3 separate regions of the Mus musculus genome follow, and regions 2 and 3 are each linked to region 1. The links are chromatin contacts, called in public ChIA-PET maps. All regions are on one chromosome and are shown on one strand. Each heading gives the region's core, a stretch centred on a gene start, on an enhancer-like site or on the middle of the called end of the contact. The rest is flanking DNA. Distances are from core to core; before and after follow the strand shown.

The links. ChIA-PET counts read pairs in DNA pulled down with a chosen protein or histone mark.
Region 2: a contact with region 1 is called in an RNA polymerase II ChIA-PET map of memory CD8 T cells, with 32 read pairs. The contact joins two enhancer-like sites. A contact is called at or near these places in 4 of 115 datasets of contacts at active chromatin or transcription factors (bone marrow-derived macrophages, double positive thymocytes, embryonic stem cells and 1 more).
Region 3: an RNA polymerase II ChIA-PET map of memory CD8 T cells shows a contact between it and region 1, with 15 read pairs. The contact joins two enhancer-like sites. A contact is called at or near these places in 1 of 39 promoter capture datasets (embryonic stem cells), 3 of 15 datasets of contacts at CTCF or cohesin (CD8 T cells, the NIH/3T3 cell line and pro-B cells), 10 of 484 Hi-C or Micro-C datasets (the AML12 cell line, the Ba/F3 cell line, the G1E-ER4 cell line and 6 more) and 8 of 115 datasets of contacts at active chromatin or transcription factors (embryonic stem cells, extraembryonic endoderm stem cells, memory CD8 T cells and 2 more).

Annotation. Positions count from the first base shown.
Region 1 is chr7:80,972,389-80,975,224 of GRCm38.p6, forward strand. The region is part of intron 2 of Gm32178 (a long non-coding RNA gene); the gene reads right to left. Among named protein-coding and RNA genes, the nearest start is that of Gm32178, 7.7 kb to the right of the region's middle. Within about 2 kb of position 1,398, at least 12 of the 459 cell types and tissues checked have an H3K27ac peak or open chromatin away from gene starts, as enhancers often do. A contact at or near this core is called in memory CD8 T cells, where this site is marked.
Region 2 is chr7:80,778,071-80,780,906 of GRCm38.p6, forward strand. All of the region lies in intron 2 of Iqgap1 (IQ motif containing GTPase activating protein 1), which reads right to left. Among named protein-coding and RNA genes, the nearest start is that of Iqgap1, 24 kb to the right of the region's middle. Within about 2 kb of position 1,366, at least 245 of the 459 cell types and tissues checked have an H3K27ac peak or open chromatin away from gene starts, as enhancers often do. A contact at or near this core is called in memory CD8 T cells, where this site is marked.
Region 3 is chr7:81,153,854-81,156,689 of GRCm38.p6, forward strand. All of the region lies in intron 11 of Slc28a1 (solute carrier family 28 (sodium-coupled nucleoside transporter), member 1), which reads left to right. Among named protein-coding and RNA genes, the nearest start is that of Slc28a1, 40 kb to the left of the region's middle. Within about 2 kb of position 1,353, at least 81 of the 459 cell types and tissues checked have an H3K27ac peak or open chromatin away from gene starts, as enhancers often do. A contact at or near this core is called in memory CD8 T cells, where this site is marked.

The DNA of each region.
Region 1 (2,836 bases), core at 148-2,647:
CATGATGACGTCTTCTTAACAACATCAGCCTTTACAGTTACAAGAGCCTCTCTATGCATTACTTTTGTAGGTACAGCCTACATGTTTTTGTGTTTTTTTTTTTTTAATTTATTTATTTATTTATTTATTTAATGTGAGTACACTGTAGCTGTCTCCAGACACCCCAGAAGAGGGCATCAGATCCCATTACAGATGGTTGTGAGCCACCATGTGGTTGCTGGGATTTGAACTCAGGACCTCTGGAAGAGCAGTCAGTGCTCTTAACTGCTCAGCCATCTCTCCAGCTCCTTGTGTTGCATTTTTATTTTCATTCAGGTTTAAATACTTTCAGGTGAAATGGTTGGGTGGTTAAAGTGCATGCTAGGCAAACAACAGGGCCAGATCCAGGATTCCCAGTACCCACAAAATGCTGAATGCTGGGTGAGTGTAGCTGTGGGCTTGTAGTTCCAGCGTCTGAGGTGGAGCGCTAAGGAGATCCCCTGAACAGCTTGAGAGTATGAGTAGCCATGTCAGTGAGCTGGGGATGTGATTGGGAGACATTGCCTCAAAGAATAAGGTGGAAGAGCCACTGAGGAAGATTCCTCAGTGGGGATGGATTTGAACTTCTGATCCTCCTGCCTCCATCTCCCCAGTGCTGGCTGTGCCTTATCATACCCAATTGATGCACAGCTGTAGTCTAACCCAGGGCTTTGTGCATGCTAGGCAAGTACTTTCCCAACTGAGCCCAGCCCTCAGCTATTTTTGAGACACTGTACAGTCCAGGCTGACCTGGAATTGGCATTCTTCCTGCTTCAGTCTCCCAAGTGCTAAGGTTACAGCCATGCTCTACCTTCCTAGCTGAAAGGAGCTTAAAAGTTAACTATTCTCTCTCTCTCTCTCTCTCTCTCTCTCTCTCTCTCTCTCTCATCTCTCATACACACACACACACACACACACACACACACACACACACACACACACACTCATAGTGTGTACTCATAGTCTCATGCAGCCCAGAGTAACCCTTCCACTAGTTATCCCTTCAGCTTCCCAGGGCAGGGATGACAAGGTATGTGGAACGGTCAGTGTACCATTGGGCTTAATAACGTTCTTTTAGAGTTTGACCTTGAACGACAAGGAACATTCTGGTCTGCTCATTTCTTAGAAAGGGCAATTCAGTTCTGTGGTTGTTCTTGTACACATGTCACCGTTTCTTCCTAATAGCTTGATGTGGCCAGATGGAATGAGGTTGGGTAACTTCTTTCTGCCAATACTAGACAGATAAAAATGGCTTTTGCTGCTGTTGTTGATAATTTACGTTCATAAGCATTCACGTGTAGGGAAAGCAGCAGGAAGTAGAAGCTGTGTGTTTGACTTTTGAGTAAAATCTCTTGACAGGAAAGAAAAAAAAAAGGAATGAAAGAGTAAGACCGTCTGACACTTTGCTCAGACAGGATGTTTGTTTAGCATAGTGTGCTCCTGTCTACATTGTGCCCCAAAACTAACTCACTAGTCTTTCTTAAGGAACTAGCAGCTACACAACCACACTTCAAGGGACTTTAACCTTTCTGTATGTGCTGGTTAGTGTTGCTTGTCAGCCTGACCCAATCTAGACTCACCTGAGGGTATGCCTGTGGGGGATTATCTTGACCAAGTTAGTTGATATGGAAACAAACTTGTTCATTATGGGTGGGACCATTCCCTAGCCAGAGGATCATATACTACACAAAGTGGAGAAAGTTAGCTGAATATTTGCAAGCATTCTTTCTGTCTCTCTGTTCCCTGGCTGTGGATGGAATATAAGCAGCTACTTCAGGCTCCTGCTATTTTGAGTCCCCACAGAGCAGGACTGTCTGTGTGAACTGTGAGCTCCAATAAGCCTTCTCTTTTATACTTTAAGTTGCTTTTGTCATTTCATCACAATCAGGAAAAGAAATTTTAACACTCTCCTAAAAATGAAGATGATGCTGATTAACTGAATCTCAGAGTAAGCTGCTTGTGTCAGTGTGGTGCCATGTGTCTAAGGGAAGGGCAGGACTGATGTAAATGGGAGATTGACTTCTTACAGAGATAGAAATCTTCATTCCTTTTTAAACAGTTTTTTTTCTTTTTTTAAAACTTTATTTTCTGTGTATGAGTGTTTTGCCTGTATGTATATATGAATGTGCATGCACATGTTTCTGTTGCCTCCAGAGGCCAGAAGAGGGCATCTGATATCCAGAAACTGGAGTTACAGATGGTTGCAAGCCACCATGTGGTGCTAGGAAGCAAATCCTGGTCCTCTGGAAGAATTGCAAATGCTCTTAACCACTGAGCCATTTCTCCAGCCTCAAATCTTACATCTTTGATGTAATAAATTATTCTTTTTTTCCTTTAGGGTTTTTTTTTGTTTGTTTGTTTTGTTTTATTTTACAAGACAGGGTTTCTCTGTGTAGCCCTGGGTGTCCTGGAACTCACTCTAGACCAGGCTGGCCTCGAACTCAGAGATCCACCTGCCTCTGCCTCCCGAGTGCTGGGGTAAAAGGTGTGAGCCACCATGCCCAGCCCCTTTAGTTTTTTTTTGAGATAGGATTTTCCTGTGTCACACTGGCTGTCCTAGAACTCACTCTGTATGCTAGGCTGAGCTCAAACCCAGAGATCCACCTGCCTCTGCCTCCCGAGTGCTGGGAGTAAAGGTGTGTACTACCAAACTAGACTAGTGCTTGACTCTGAATTACAAGCAGCACTCTGATAGTGTCTTATGGTAAGATGAAGATATTCCAAATCTAAAATGAATGAGTTCTAGGCCAGCCTGGTCTACAGAGGACAGGCAGGACTATACACCAACCAACCAACCAACCAAAGAAGAAGAAGAAGA
Region 2 (2,836 bases), core at 116-2,615, 190 kb before region 1:
GAAGAGGGAGAGAACAAAAGAGAGAGGGGGGAGAAGGGGGAGGATAGAGTAAATTAGCTCAGCTGGCCTTCCTGAGGCCCTGTGATCGGAACCTAGCTGTCTTCATTGAGACTGCCTTTTAGGTGAAGGCTGCTGGCCCGCCACCTGGACAGACACTATCATGGCGAGTGTCTAAGATGTCGCTTCCATAGATGTATGAGTTGATAAGAGACACGACATACAGAAAGGGGGGTACAAGAAGTGGGGAAGGAGTGGGGATCAGTCCAGGATGGGGGGAAATCCAGGGCCAGGGTTGTGTGTGTTCAGTCATTGTGAGGAAGATGTAGGCGTGCCTACAAGAAAAGAACAAAGATGGAGGACTCAATAAAGAAAGCAGGCCTGGGAAGAGTGGAGGTGACAACAGCTAAGATAGGAACATGCCCTACCCTACCTGAGCAAAGAGGGAAGGAAGCAAGAGTAAGCAAGAATGACACGATATCTGACCCCACTGGACTTCCGTTTCCCGTCTGTAACACGGACAGGAGCAACACCTAACACCTCCTAAAGTTGGTGTGAGGAGTGGAGGTCATACACACTAAGAGCTAGGAGGGAAGTAGTTAGTTAGCTATATATCCGTGTGTGTGTTGGGGGGGGGTAATAAGTCAGTTAGCTATATATGTGTGTGTGTGTGGTAATAAGTTAGTTAGCTATATATCCATGTGGTGTGTGTTTGTGTTTGTGTGTGTGTGTGTGTGTGTGTGTGTGTGTGTGTGTGTGGTAATAAATTAGTGGTGGCGCACGCCTTTAATCCCAGCATTTGGGAGGCAGAGGCAGGCAGATTTCTGAGTTCGAGGCCAGCCTGGTCTACAGAGTGAGTTCCAGGACAGCCAGGGCTACACAGAGAAACCCTGTCTCTAAAAACAAAAACAAAACAAAACAAAAAAAAGTAAGTTAGCTATATATCTGTGTGGGGTGTGTGTGTGTGTGTTAATAAGTAAGTTAGCTATATATTCGTGTGTGGGATGTGCGTGTGAGGGGGGGGAGGGGAGAGAGAGAGAGAGAGAGAGAGAGAGAGAGAGAGAGAGAGAGAGAGAGAATGTAAGACTGCTCAATTCCCAGAAATAAATCTTCTAGAGGCGGAGCTCCGTGGTTACATAATACTTGTCTACCTGGTCCTACTGATAACATTTTTCAGTTCTTGGCCCTACCCATTCTGCCACCAGGGAAACAAAGCCGTGCCTATCCCAGAACGCTACAGTGGCAAGGCTAAAACAAGCCCGGACCAAGAGCATACATATGCAGAAAAGCATCAGGGTGGGAATCTGAATTAGGGGTCTGTGAAGAGGAAACCAGTGGAACAAGTTCTGCAGAGCACATGACTTCAGTGGTTTCCCCGCTCTGTGCAATACAGAAGGGGAACCGACCAATGCCGGAACTGGCTGCCCCAACCGCTGAGAATCAGTTCCTCCAGGAGCAGAAACTCAAGCTGCCACACCCATCCTGCCCAGTGGAACTCCAGGCCAGGATTACCCTATGCTAGAAACCTCCCAAATATGGTCAGCTAGTCCTATACTGGGGATTCCATTAAACCACCCTTACACGCAACCCCTGGGTGTGCAAGCGGCCTGAGGAAATCGACAGTGTGTGCCAGGTACAGGCCAGGGAGAAAACCAGCAAGCCGAAGACAGCAAGCACTGTGTGTCACAGGAGGCTCCCTGGGCAGCCCGCTTCCCAGGGAAAGCCTTTGGGGTTGAGGGGACCAGAAAAGGGGTTTCATAGGAAGAAACAGGTCAGGCTGAAGGAGACAAAGAAAATGTGCAAACTCTTTGCGTATTTGAAACAGGAATGAAGGGATAAAATTTGATTTAATGTCGGGTGTGGTGTCAAACACCTGTAATTCCAGCACTGGGAGGTAGGGAAAAAGGGCTTGGGAGTCCAAGGTCACCCTTAGCTACAAGCCAAACTACCTGAGCCAGTCTTTAAAAAAAAACAAAAAACTTTGAACTTTGATTTTAAAAGATTATTCTGAGCAGTAGGAATAAAAAGAAGGGGCCTGCAGAGGAGAAGGCATGAGATGAAAGAAAATTCTACAGTAGTGAGGGGAAAACACAAAAGCTTGTTTCCAGGCTAACGAGCAAAATGAGAACTCTGGATGGCATCTATACTTTTTTTGGTTTTTTGAGATAGAGTTTCTCTGTATAGCCCAGGCTGTCCTGGAACTCACTCTGTAGACCTGGCTGGCCTCGAACTCAGAAATCCACCTGCCTCTGCCTCCCGAGTGCTGGGATTAAAGGCGTGTGCCACCACTTTGCTCAGCGAGCAAATGATTTTATTAAGAGCTGGATCAGAAAAGGTGTCTCTCATAGCAACGGGTCCTCTGTCTGACTGGGTTGGTAAAAACTAACAATTCACTGAATATTACAAATGAATTTTATGTCATCTAAGTTAAAGTCTACAAATCTTTTTTTTCATTGAATTTATTTATTTGTTTATGTGTGTGCCACAGAGTATGTGCGGAGGTCAGAGGACAACTTGCAAGAGGAGGTTCCAGGGACTGAACTCAAGTGTCGGGCTTAGCGGCAAGGCAAGCAAAGCACCTTTACCCACTGAGCCAACTTCCAGAATGTTTCATTTTAAATAATTAAAAACGAAAACAAAAACAAAAACGGAAACTGAATGAAACCTAGACAATAGCTAAGTGTCTGCAACTCTAGATCAGTTATTGTAGCTGTGACCCGGGGCTCAGTGGAGGGAGCTTACCTAAAGTCACCCCAAGAACTCTTCCCAAAAAGGGAGAGTGGATAAAAAGGATAAGCAGCTCCTATAGGAGAGAGAAAACAGGCTCCCATTTCTTAAT
Region 3 (2,836 bases), core at 103-2,602, 180 kb after region 1:
AGAGCTGGCTACACTTTTCAAATGGCCCCTGGGTCAGATTCCCAGAATTCCATTTACTAAGCTCATATTATGTATCAGGCACTATGCTGGGTGCTTTAATATCCCCGTTTTATAGATAAGCAAATTGAGGCTCAGAGAATAAATTAATGGTTAAAGCCAGGATCTGAACCCAGATCTGACTCCAAATTTCATGCTCAGTTTTCCATAGGCTTTCCCTGGGGATCTGCCCTCCTAAATGATGTATATCATAATCCTCTCATGGGCCAATCCAGTATTACAAATTGGACCCTAAATTCACATAGGCAGAGAAAAAATTTACTTGTGTGTGTGTATGTGTACACATTTTTTCTTTTTCTTTTTTTTCTTGAAATTATTTATTTATATTATTTATATTACTTTTTCTTGAAATTATTTATTTATTTTATGTATCTTACATACACTGTAGCTGTCTTCAGACACACCAAAAGAGGGCATCAGATCCCATTACAGATGGTTGTGAGCCACCATGCAGTTGCCAGGAATTGAACTCAGGATCTCTGGAAGAGCAGTCACTGCTCTTTACCACTAAGTCATCTCTCCAGCCCCAATTTCATTTTTTAAAAAGAGCTCAGGGGCTGGTGAGATGGCTCAGTGGGTAAGAGCACCTGACTGCTCTTCTGAAGGTCCAAAGTTCAAATCCCAGCAACCACATGGTGGCTTACAACCATCTGTAATGAGATCTGATGCCCTCTTCTGGGGTGTCTGAAGACAGCTACAGTGTACTTACATATAATAAAAATAAATTTTAAAATCTTTTAAAAAATAAAATAAAAAGAGCTGTAATCCTAGCACTTGGGAGGCATAGGCAGGAAGATCAGAAGTCCTTGGTCATTAACTATATGTAGAACTGAAGGCTATTTTGCCTCAAAAATCAAAGAAAAAAACCCTAAACATAGGAAATTTGAAACCCCAAACTTTGTTGGTAAAACGGTTTAATAGTGACATATATACACGCTACCTGCATATCTTAAGGTCTTTAAACATCTTAACTTTGCTCTGGGCCTTGTGATCTGTTTTAAAAATCACCCCGTGTTCTTTCTAGACACATGAGCTTTGCAGACACCTCTAGTCATTAACTGGGACTTAAAAGGCAAGGAGGTATCTTACCACACTAAAAGAAATAAAATAAAGCCAAAGGAGGTGGTGGCACACACCTTTGATTCCAGCTCTTGGGAGGCAGAGGTTGGCAGATCTCTGAGTTTGAGGCCAGTCTGATCTACAGAGGGAAAGCCCCAGGCGGCAGCCATAGCAGGGTCTGGGAAAGCACCTAACAGAGGGACCTTCCGCTCTACTTCTTCTGTCCCTGGCTGCAGAGAGGCTCTCTTCTGCCCCCTGCCGGGCCTTAGCTGTCACTGCCTTCCCAAGGAGCCTCCCAGGTTCTTTTCCTTTGTTTTGTACAGCTGGCTTTTAAACTCAGGACCCCATATATGCTAGGCAAGCCATTGAGCCACACTCCCAGTTCATGGTCTCTTTATTTCCAAAGCGTTTTTACTATATTGCTTGTGTATGAGCACAGGGGCACACGTGTCAGAGGCACGCTTGTGTGGGTAGGAGGGAGTCAGTTCTCTCCCTCCACCGTGGGTTCTGGGGATTGAACCAGGGCTTGTTATGACAAGTGCTCTTACCTACTGAGCCATCTCAATGGTCCCCTCAGTCCACAGATTTCTCTTTGTGGCTCAGCCTCTGACCCTTGGCCACATCCTTTCTATTGCAGGTATTTGGATAGTAGCAGGACCTGTCCAACACAGTAGCCATGAACTCCTGAGTACTTGAAACATGGGCAGTTTAAGATGAGGTGTCCAGTATTCTTTCTTCACTGCTCAAGAGCAAACCCAGGGCCTCAATCCCAAATGCTAGGCAAGCCCTGTACCACTGAGCTAAGTCCCCCCTTTTTTTCTTAATGTCTAACTAAGTTACTTAGACCGCCCTTGAACTGGTGACCTCCTGCTTCTGCCTCCCAAATAGTCAGTGTTACAGACTGGTACCCCCAGCCTGGCTTTCTTTGCACTTTTAAACATGTGACTGCTGGCCACAGTAACCGTGTTGGTGCTTTTCTGGGTGGTGTTACATGCTATGTAGGCCCATCACCTGGGAGGTAAAGAAGAAGGACCACAAACTTGAGGTCACCATCAACTGCATAGCAACGTTGAGGTTAGCCTGGGCTACACAAGACTGAATCTAAAGAATGTAGCAGGAGTGAAATTACAGATATGGTCTCTGTTGAGTTTGTATTGGACAGTGCCAGCCTAGGTCTTCTCTTTTGTCACACAGCACCAAGTGTCACTTGACTGAATCATTTCATTATGACCTCCACATACATTTCCAATTATGCTGTTGTTCCAAAGGCTCTAGGATAGATACCAACTTTCTCTGCAAATCCAAACAAGCTGGTCTCTCAGTGCAGAGGTCTTGAACCCAGGCTGGTCATGGTAACATTCAGGAGTTGGTCACTCATGTTTCCTATTGATTTGCCCCTCAAGGGAAACAAGGATTTGCAAGATCCTGTACTCAGGATCAAAGCGACTCTGTTGCTTAGTTTCCATATCTGTAAATGAACAGACGTACTGTTTACCTGGCCACAAAGGATAGATGAAAATGGTCAGAAAACACTTAGCATGGTGCTGAAAAGTGACCATATTAAGATCAGAAGGTGGGCAGTGGTGGTGTACTCCTTTAATCTCAGCACTCGTGAGGCAGAGGCAGGTGGATCTCTGAGTTTGAGGACAGCCTGGTCTACAGAGTGAGTTCCAGGACAGCCAAGGCTATACAGAGAAACCTCGTCTTGAAGAACCAAAAA